Regions from separate parts of the Gossypium hirsutum genome. Here all the other regions are linked to region 3. The links are chromatin contacts, called in public Hi-C maps. All regions are on one chromosome and are shown on one strand. The core of a region is the stretch at or near the end of the contact, and the rest is flanking DNA. Distances in the headings are between cores, read along the strand shown.

The links. Hi-C and Micro-C count contacts between places; a contact is called where the count stands out from the background.
Region 1: a contact with region 3 is called in a Hi-C map of leaf, with 1.7 times the contacts expected there. The contact joins the promoter of LOC107887414 here to the promoter of LOC107887353 in region 3. A contact is called at or near these places in 4 of 34 Hi-C or Micro-C datasets (callus and leaf).
Region 2: a Hi-C map of leaf shows a contact between it and region 3, with 2.2 times the contacts expected there. The contact joins the promoter of LOC107887366 here to the promoter of LOC107887353 in region 3. A contact is called at or near these places in 2 of 34 Hi-C or Micro-C datasets (both in leaf).

What each region holds. Positions count from the first base shown.
Region 1 is chrA03:68,373,324-68,376,938 of Gossypium_hirsutum_v2.1, reverse strand. LOC107887414 (germinal center kinase 1) reads right to left here and starts at 1,472. Exons shown (of 18, transcript XM_016811651.2): 1 at 659-1,472; 2 at 403-491; 3 at 204-311; 4 at 1-51. The coding sequence starts at 1,397.
Region 2 is chrA03:67,388,727-67,392,290 of Gossypium_hirsutum_v2.1, reverse strand. It overlaps LOC107887366 (eukaryotic translation initiation factor 5A-2), which reads right to left and starts at 2,297. Exons shown (of 5, transcript XM_016811573.2): 1 at 1,929-2,297. The coding sequence starts at 2,051.
Region 3 is chrA03:67,900,158-67,903,485 of Gossypium_hirsutum_v2.1, reverse strand. It overlaps LOC107887353 (50S ribosomal protein L18), which reads right to left and starts at 1,658. Exons shown (of 2, transcript XM_016811558.2): 1 at 1,243-1,658. The coding sequence starts at 1,416.

The sequences.
Region 1 (3,615 bases), core at 223-2,722, 470 kb before region 3:
ATCATTCATCAAATCAGCTACACTTCCACCTCCACAGTATTCCATTACTATCTGCCCAAACATTGAAATAAGTTACCCTAAAAACAAAATATCAGGGAAATTTCCAAAAGATGAAAAACTAACAAACCAATGTAACCTAGAAACTGAAATTAACTCCAAATTGAAACTAAATTTTGATGGAGAAAAATGCTTATAACACCAACCCAAAGATATTCTTCCCCAGGGTAGCTCCCGAAGTACCGGACAACATTTGAATGACTACATTGCTGCAACATCTCAATTTCACCACGAATTTCTTCATACTCTTCTTCCTAAAAAAAATTACTTGATCGATCACGACTGCTGATTAATCAAGTCAATGCCATCAAGTATATCAAATACAAACAAGAAAATCATGCGCACCCCTTCACTTAATGATATAACTTTAACGGCAACAAGCTCGGAAGTTCTTATATTTCTAGCCTTATAAACTGCCCCATAAGATCCTTTCCCTGCCACCCAAAAATCCAATATCAGCTTTTCTTTTGGTCTTAATGGCCCTAAAATCAATTAAATCCCCTTCCTTAAAAGAAAAATATAGTTCATTTAGCATTAGCATGGAAAAACACGATTATATGAGAATAAGAATAACGATGATTATCACTGCGATTAAACTCACCGAGCTCATTGAGTAACTCATATTTTGTGGAAGGATCTTCTCTGATAACGCAGTCGGGAACTGAACTCGACAAAACCTTATTATTTTGCAAGAACCGACTCTCTTCCCCTTGCAAAGGCGTCGTCGAAGTAGATGTCTTTTGTTTCCCAAAACCTAGCTCTCCCATACTCGCCACCGCTCTGTTCACCACCGTCCCGCTCCCTTCTCTCTCGTTCCTCACCGTTGATCTCACCACGAACGTCCCAAAACCTTCACCTTCATCCTCCTCTTCCTCATCAACGTCCATTTCATCTCCCCTTGCTCTAATTGGGCTCACCCCCGCTAAGGCCGGTGGATTAAACGAAGACGGCGTTCCACAGCGAGCTTCACGAACATGATCCCTTTTCACGATCATGGTTCCCAAATCTCCTGCATCGCCACTGCCATCTTCGGCGTCGGAAGGAGTGCCCCCTCCGCCGCCAAAGAGTTTCGGCGCACATTTGAAGGGAGGAGGGATGGAAGATCCATCTTCACCTTCTTCGTCAACGTCTTTGTAAACCATTGTGGCGTAAAGGTCCGGGTCACGAGATGGTTGCGGTTTCGGTTTAGATTTGCCAGAATCGGAATCGGATTCAGAACCGGAATGAATGACAAAGGTAGAGTATAGCTCGGATTTCGCTTGAGATTTACGGGTCCTTCGAGACGTCAGCGGTTGCTCCATGTTTTTTTTCCTGTCTCCGGTCGGAGAGTGTGAGTGCATGAAAATGTCAGAGCGGTCAGAGCAGTGAACGCAGAATTCGCAGGTAGCCGTCGGCGCTAAAGAAAGAATAACTGTAATTTGTTAAATCGGAAATTTAATGGGCCCCGCCATGTGTCGTATACTGGATTGTAATTTTTTGGGCCATTCCAGGTTTCAGCATGATTTTTCAAATGGAGTCGGTCTTCAGCCCGCTACTCATAGAAATTCCTTCCTTCTAATTGGGCCTATTATAGATACATTGGCCCTAAGAATACCATAAGCCGTTTCTGGCAATAAAAAAGAAATAAGTTTGAATACTGGTCAATTTTTGCTACTAGTCCTTCTACAATGTCTAAGTTGCATGTTTAGACTCTATTCTTTAATTTTTTCCATTTTGCTTTTCAGATTTTGAAATTTTAGTCATTAACTAAACCTGATCATGAGTCGGGCTGGGCCAATGCAAAACTTTAGGCTTGTTTTCTACCCAGGCTTGGCCCAAAAAATGTGACTAAAATTTTGTCCAAGCCTAATAAAAGTGCTAAACCCGAGCCCGAATGGCCTGCTCATGTAAAAAAATTTTATATTATTTTTACTTAAAAACAAATTTAAGAAATATAATACATCAAGTACACTAAAAACATTAAAATAAATGTTCTCCAACCAATTGAAAAAACATTTAAAAAAACTTTTTATACTTAAATAACACTAAAATAGTTGCAACTTAACAAACAAATGCCTCTAAAATAGTAGCAAAATTAATAATAAAACAATATCTATACAATATCCAAACAGTAGCAACAAAATAGTAGTAATATAATAGCAAAATAGTAGCAAAACAACATCAAGATTCAAAATGACAGTAAACAACAACAAAACAATAGCAAACAACAGTAAAAATATTTAGGCAAATTTGAGTCAGGTCGGGCCCAGGCAAAAAAAATCTTACTCGAGACCCGACTTGTTTAGAAAACGAGTCTTATTTTTTGTTCAAGCCTATTTTCGAGCTTAAATTTTTGCCTAAACCCTCCCACTTTTCGGGCGGGCCTTTGGGTTTGGGAAGATGGTTCGACCCATAATCAGGTTTAATCCTGACCCAAATGGTAGACTAACAATTTATTAAATTATATTTTTTGGCAAACATTATCACACATGTAGTAATATGTCAACTTGCTATTTTCACATAATACTTATAAAAAAGTCATGTTATTTTAGTTAATGGATTTAACGGCGCCAGGACTAAAATTTGAAAATTCAAAAAGTATAGGGACTAAAAATGATCAAATTGAATATAGACTAAATACACAATTTACACATAGTGCTAGACTAATAGCAAAATTTGACCTAACAAGTTTAATTGCTATTGCTTAAATTAAGAGGACTAAAATTTTAAAATTTGAAAAGTATAAGACTAAAATTGACTAAATTCATAATTTGACTACTAATAAAATAAAAAGATTTGTTTTTTGAGTTTGGAGAATAAATATCCATATTGAATTTTTTAAGTAAGAGGTGAAGGGGTACGAAATCCCCAAATACCTCAATATCAATGGTTGTAGAAGACGAGCTTTAAATATATATATATATATATATATATATTGGAGATCTTAATGACAAAAGATAAATATTTTGGAAAATAAAAATCCTGATGAAAGCAAAATTTTCTATTTGCTTTTCAAATCAACAAAACAGTAAAACACCTTTTTAACTTATTAAAGATGATTATATGCCACTACCTACATTCTCTTATCCCTTGTTTACTGAATCACTATAATTTCTGAATGATCATTGGTGATCATGGAATACCTTATATATTATTATGATTAGGAATCTTTGAACTACTTTTATAACACCACCTTTAATTAATAAGATTCGAACCAACTTAATTGATTTGCATACCAAATACTTGTGGTTTCACCATGTTAGTCATCATCTCCTGCAGTAATATATTTATTATCACTCATGAAAACTCTTTTTGCTATATAAACGAGAGAGTTAGCTAAGATACAACTGGGGTTCAAGTGTACATTTCAATCAGATTAAATTTGGCAATAGGGTGAATGAAACTTTCGGCACAAGGAATTGAATGATGAGGGGGTCCACTTCTATCATCCCATTCTGCTGCTTTTGGTGGAAATTATTGCCATACAACGTCGATAACACAAGGTTGGATGAGGGAAAAATGATTGATATATATATATATATGGATGTATGCATTTCCGAATCAATCTTAACATCCACT
Region 2 (3,564 bases), core at 1,048-3,547, 510 kb after region 3:
GGTGAAAAATCCTTGCAAACTCTAGCCAAGCAAGGATTATTGAAAGGTACAAAGACTTGCAAACTTGAATTTTGCGAGCATTGTGTTCTGGGAAAACAACGAAGGGTGAAATTTGGCACTGGGATTCACAATACTAAAGGTATTCTGGATTATGTGCATTCTGATGTATGGGGACCGTCCAAGACTCCATCACTTGGAGGAAGACGTTATTTTGTCACCTTTATTGATGATTTTTCCAGACGAGTTTGGGTGTTTCCTATGAAGAACAAAGATGAGGTGCTTGAAGTTTTCCTTAAGTGGAAAACTAAAGTTGAAAATCAGACAGGAAGGAAGATTAAGGTTCTCCGATCAGACAACGGTGGAGAATATAAAAGCGATCCTTTCCTGAAGATATGCCAAGATTGTGGCATAGTAAGGCACTTCACCGTAGGTGGAACACCGCAACAGAATGGGGTGGCAGAGCGTATGAATCGAACGCTTGTGGAGAAAGTTCGATGTATGTTATCTAATGCTGGATTAGATAGAAAGTTTTGGACTGAGGCTGTGACGTACGCTCAACATCTCATCAATCATTTGCCATCATCTGCTATAAATGGCAAGACTCCTTTGGAGAAATGGTATGGAAAACCTGCTACTGATTATGACACCTTGCGCATTTTTGGTTCTATTGCATATTATCATGTGAAAGAATCAAAGTTAGATCCAAGAGCAAAGAAGGCTCTATTCATGGGCTTCAATGCTGGTGTTAAGGGATATCGTTTGTGGTGTCTAGAGGCAAAGAAGACGATAATCAGTAGGGATGTTACCTTTCATGAATCTGCCATGTTGAATAAGGTAAATCCAGAAGGAGTGAGTAGTACTTCGCAGCAGGTGGAGTGTACTCCGCAGCAGGTGGAGTTTGAGCAGAGTGTGGTAATTCCAGCAAAAGGTACCACTAGTGATTCTTCATTGGCAGATGCAGAGTCAGATGAGGAAGAGGTTTCTACCCAAGAACCTCAACAGCAATCAGAGCCAATTGCAGTCAGAAGGCAGAGACGAGAAATTCAGAAACCTGCTCGTTTCACTGACATGGTAGCTTATGCACTTCCAGTTGTTGATAATATTCCATCCACTTACACCGAAGCCATTCAGAGTTTAGAGAATTATAGATGGTTAGGTGCAATGGAAGAGGAAATGCAATCTCTAGAGAAAAACAAGATGTGGAAGCTGGCACAACTACCAAAAGGGAAGAAGGCGATTGGTTGCAAAATTGAAGACACTATTGAAGTTTGTGTTATGAGAAGATGTTCGAAGATGTGGAATATCGCCAAGGTGGAGATTTGTTGAATATTGGCAATATCCCACATTAGGAAAAGATAGAAATGGAGGGGGTTTGGTTTGTTATATATAGAACCCCTCCCCCTTTGGTTGTATTATCCCAAAATCTTCTCCTTTGTAATATTTCTAGAGGAAATATTAATTTGGTAGTGTCCGAGGACGTAAGCTAAATTGGCCGAACCTCGTTAAAACTCTGGTATTTTATTTCTTATTTGTTTGCTTTTATTTAATAGCTTTATATTGGTTATATTTATTTAGTTATTATTGCTATAAATATCTAAGTGAGTTCTGTCTAGTTGTTGGGTTTTAAGCGGGACCATTGTGACCCCTCCAATTTAACTGGGAATTTTCTTAGTATAATTGTTGGCATAATAATTATCTAAATATTTCTGATAATATTGTTATTAATATTATCGTCGCTTCCGCAACATGTACAACATCATATGCACCAAATACAAAATCAAATAGTATGACTCTACCCAAACCGTATTTAGAGATCAAAAATTAAATTATTTAATAATTTCCTTTTCAGCCAATTGCCAGATTTAAGAATTATCATAAAAAAAATGAGTTAAAAATTTTACCAACAAAATAAAATGATTTAGGCTAACCTTGCAAGGACGGCCTTTAATAACAATGTAACCGTTCTTACGGATGGTACCAGCTTGCTGGGGATAAGTTTTAGAAGCTCCAGCATCAGCTTTAGACTCGAAGTGGTCCTCCTCGTCCGACATCACCGCTTTAAAAAAAAACAATAGAGAAACACTGGAAAAGCAGCGATTGAGACAAAAGGGAAATGGATTTTATAACTGTGAAAATGTATGAAAATGCAGGGTTAACTTCGTTTTATTTATTTATTTTATTTTAGGAAATGTGGGAAATTTGGGTAAAGTCAAGTATGTTGAAGTGGGGAGAGAGTGTAGTCCATTGTGGGATTGGAAAATATCTTTTAGGTCTGCGTGTAAAGGACGTTTTGCCTCAAATGCATTTACGGGTTTTTTACTCTGATATTATAAAAAAAAAATTATACACCAAAATAAGTTGTCAGTCAGATTAATTACAAAAATAGTATACTTTTTGGGGTCGTACCTACTTAATAGGCATAACCTATTATTTTATTATTAAATTTCTTTTTTTGTTTTAAAAAATTATTATTATATTATTTTTAATATTTATATTAATATATAGATAAAAATACGGGTTTTACACGGATAAAAAATACCCGAAACGAGTCGAGCCTGTCAGGTAGGCACGACTAGTCGTGCCTGACAGGTAGGCACAACACCCTGCACATTTCCCTTTCTTTGCATTTTACAAAAAATTGATCTTATATCACTTTTGGTCCCTCTACTAAGCCTAAAATTAAAATTCAATCTTTATACTTGAATTTCTACAATAATATTTGGTTCTATTTTTTATAATTTTTTTTCCAAATAATTAATATTGTTAATTACTTTGATAAAATTTTTGACGTGTTTTTTTAAACAAAAAATTAGTTTAACAAAACAATGATATGTTAAGTTAGAATAAATTTTAAATAATAAAATTTCTAACAAAATTGTATTAAAATTTTTGTTAATTACTCTATAAAATTTTTGATTAGTTTAACAAAACAATGATATGTTAAGTTGGAATAAGTTTTAAATAATAAAATTTCTAACAAAATTTTATTAAAATTTTTGTTAATTACTCTGATAAAATTTTTGTCGTGTTTTTTTAAACAAAATATTAGTTTAACAAAACAATGATATGTTAAGTTGGAATACATTTTTGTTAGAAATTTTATTATTTAAAACTTATTACAGCTTAACATATCATTGTTTTGTTAAACTAATATTTTGTTTAAAAAACACGTTAAAAACTTTAACAGAGTAATTAACAATATTAATTATTTGGAAAAAAATTATAAAAAATAGGACCAAATATTATTGTAGAAATTCAAGTATAAAGATTGAATTTTAATTTTAGGCCTAGTAGAGAGACCAAAAGTGATATAAGACCAATTTTTTGTAAAATGCAAAGAAAGAAAAGGGAAATGTGCAGGGTGTTGTGCCTGCCTATTAGGCACGACTAGTCGTGCCTACCTGACAGGCTCGACCCGTTTCGGGTATTTTTTATCTGTATAAAACCCGTATTTTTATCTATATATTAATATAAATATTAAAAATAATATAATAATAATTTTTTAAAACAAAAAAATTTTAATAATAAAATAATAGGTTGTGCCTGTCAGGTAGGCACGACCCC
Region 3 (3,328 bases), core at 409-2,908:
TATGACTAATTTGCCCATTTTTTAAAGTAGAAGGGCAATATACAATTTCCCTCCTAGTATAAGGGCCTCCATGGTACTTCTACCCATATTTTATCATTGATCATACTATAATAAAACCCAACCCCATGGAACATAAGAACAATGATGAGAGGAGATTTTTATTCTCTAAATTTAAACAAAATCTAAGCTCAAAAACATTTTATTTTGGAGCTTGCTAGTAAAATTCAGCAATGATGTTAACTGTCCCTGTGAACAAGCCGGTAAGTAACGAATCAAACCTCAAGACAAGATGTTATATCTTCTCAACCATCAAAACAGGAGCACCATGATATTCTTTAACTCCAGAGAATGGAAGTAAGATTTTATAATCTTTTCATCGGAAACAGGGTGTACTTCACATCATTTTCCTCGAGATAAATCTCCACAGCGCAAAAAGGCTGTTTAAAATCTTCTAGGTCTAGGCATATTCGATACAAACAATAATGATCCGATTTCTAAATTATGAAACTTTATTTGGCATAGTATATATCTCTACTTTCATACAGAAAAGAGATTATCCCTTCCAAACCAGTAAACTCTTATCAACTTCATAAGACATCTTTGAGTTCAATTAGAAGAGTATATCAACAAAAGGGCTCCGCCGCAAAGGACAAGCTTATAAAATATTGTCTTACAAACATCACCTCGTGGAACAAACCAGCAGGCAAACTGGAATTACTAAACCAAAAAAGGCAAGTTTTGAGACAACATTTTGTTATAGAATTTTCGAGAAATCGAATTTCATATTTACCAGGTCAGCACATTTTGCAGACTCTCGAACACCTAATATCACCATATTCAACTGCTAAACGCTCTGATTTACTCAGTTGCAGAATAAAGAGTTTTGACTCCAATTATAACCTAAAATGCTTCCCCTAACACTGATCCCTCTATGGAAAGAACATATATAATCTATGAAAATAAGTTAATGAAAAAACAAATATTGGTCATTAATCAAGCATGCTTATTCAGCTACAACATGAAAGGCAACCCAAAACCCAGCTTACAATTGCCATCAAGTAAACAATTTAAACCCCATCTTTCCAAGTTTATATAGTTAATTACTAACCCATTTTTTTTCACATGCCTAGGACACTTATAACAGCATAATCAAACATAAAAGACCCGTTACTTCATCAAATTTCCTTTCCCAGGAACCAAAACACAATAATGTTTAAACAAAAAAAAAAGAAAAAGGAATACCTTGTTAAGAGAGGGAGCAGGAGGGAGCGTGAATGAGTTAATGGATATGTTGATACTGGGAAACGAAGAGGTCCATGACAGTGAGGTGAGTTTGTTGGAGCGTTCAGAGTGAGTCGGGAATGAGTTGAGGGACCGCGTTGGTAAAGCTGAAGAAGATACGATTATCGACACCATTTTTTTCCTCCGCCAGTTGTGTCCGGGTTTTACTTCTAAGGCTAATTCAGGGCTTAAAAACGAAGGCTTCTTCTACATTGGGCCACCCCGGATCAGACCGTGGACACAACAATTGAGTTTACTCCTGTAGAAACCCCGGCTTAAGGTTTCTTTGATATTTTTGTCCTGGGATTTTTTCTACACATTTCCCTTCTTCTTTTTCAAATTGAAAAACAGATTTACTTTTTTGTCCAGAGATATCCAAAGAAAGTAAACTTGGGGGCAATTTACAAGAAAAAGTTTTTTTTTTAATATTTACGGAAATGGGTCAACTTTTTAATTATTTACTGGAAATGGCCGAATTCCCCCAAAGCGCGCTCACGTTAGCGCGATGTCAGGTGACATGTCAGCAAAACGCGTCCCTTAGGGAGCGTCCTCAATGGTGCGTTTTGTGCTGACGTGGCAAAATGCTCTCTAAGGACGCATTTTGTCCTTTTTTTTAGGGTTAGGATTTTTTTTGCATTTAGGGTTAGGGTTAAGGTTTTAAGGTTTAGAATTTTTAAGAAAAAAAATAAATTAGGGTTTTGAGTTAATTAAATTAATTATTAATTTAAAAAATAAATTAGATTAAGGTTTAGGGTTAATTAATTAAATTATGGATTAATTTTTTAAATGATTTTGTGTTTAGGGTTATGGAAAAAATATATTAGGAATAAAATTTTTTTTACAGTAGTTTCTGAAAAAATAAATTAGAGAAGACGTATCTAAAAAATAAATTAGAGAAGACGTATCTGAAAAAATGATTTTGAGAAGATATTTCTGAACAAATAGTGTCAAAAATGCTTCAAGCTGGATGAACTATCAGCAAAAGTACTAAAAAAAGCTCCCACTTGGATGCTTTTTTTCTACAATAGTTTTTGAAAAAATAATCTTGAGAAGATGTTTCTGAATAAATAGTGTAAAAAACGCTTCAAGTAAGATGCACTGTCAGCAAAAGTATTGAAAAAAGCTCCCACGTGGATGCTCTTTTTCTACAGTAGTTTCTGAAAAAATAATTTTGAGAAGATATTTCTAAACAAATAGTGTCAAAAATGCTTTAAGCAGGATGAACTGTCAGCAAAAGTACTGAAAAAAGCTCCCATGTGGACACTATTTTTCTACAGTAGTTTCTAAAAAAATAATTTTGAGAATATGTTTCTGAACAAATAGTGTAAAAAATGCTTCAAGTAGGATGCACTGTCAGCAAAAGTACTGAAAAAGCTCTCACGTGGATGCTCTTTTTCTACAGTAGTTCCTATTTGGCCTTAGGCTATAAATGAGCCAAATTTTATTCTCAGGTTGCATAAGTTACAGCAAGAAAAATTAGAGACGCTAAGCAGAATAGAAATTGAAGATGAGTGAACGTATTAGTGCTGTTATTTACTATGATGGTAAGGTCCGTCACACCAAGAACGGCATTGTTTTTTAATCGAAAAATACAGTGCGACTGGTTTTTAATCAGAACATAGATTTGACAGAACTTCGTAAAAGAATTAGGCGTAAAATCTTTGGAATAACGCCAATGAAAGCTTTGTCTATTAGGTATCAATTTTGTGCTTCTGTTGATCCGTGACATATGACTTGTTCGACATTAAAGGTGCTTGTAGCTTGGAGGCAATGGTGCGGACTCATCTCGCTAGTGGATCACCCTTGTAATAGCCCTAATTTGACCCTAGTCGGAAAGTGGTTTCGGGACCACAAAACCAAGTCATAAAAAAATAATTAACTGTTATATTCTATGCTTATAGTATGTGTACATGCAAGTGTGAAAGTTTCATGCTTTAATTTTGTCATTTGTATGTGAAATTTATTAAATAGGACTTAGGTGAGACAATTATGAAATATGTTAGATTAATTTTAAAGTGGCCTATTAATGCATAAATACAAAAAGATG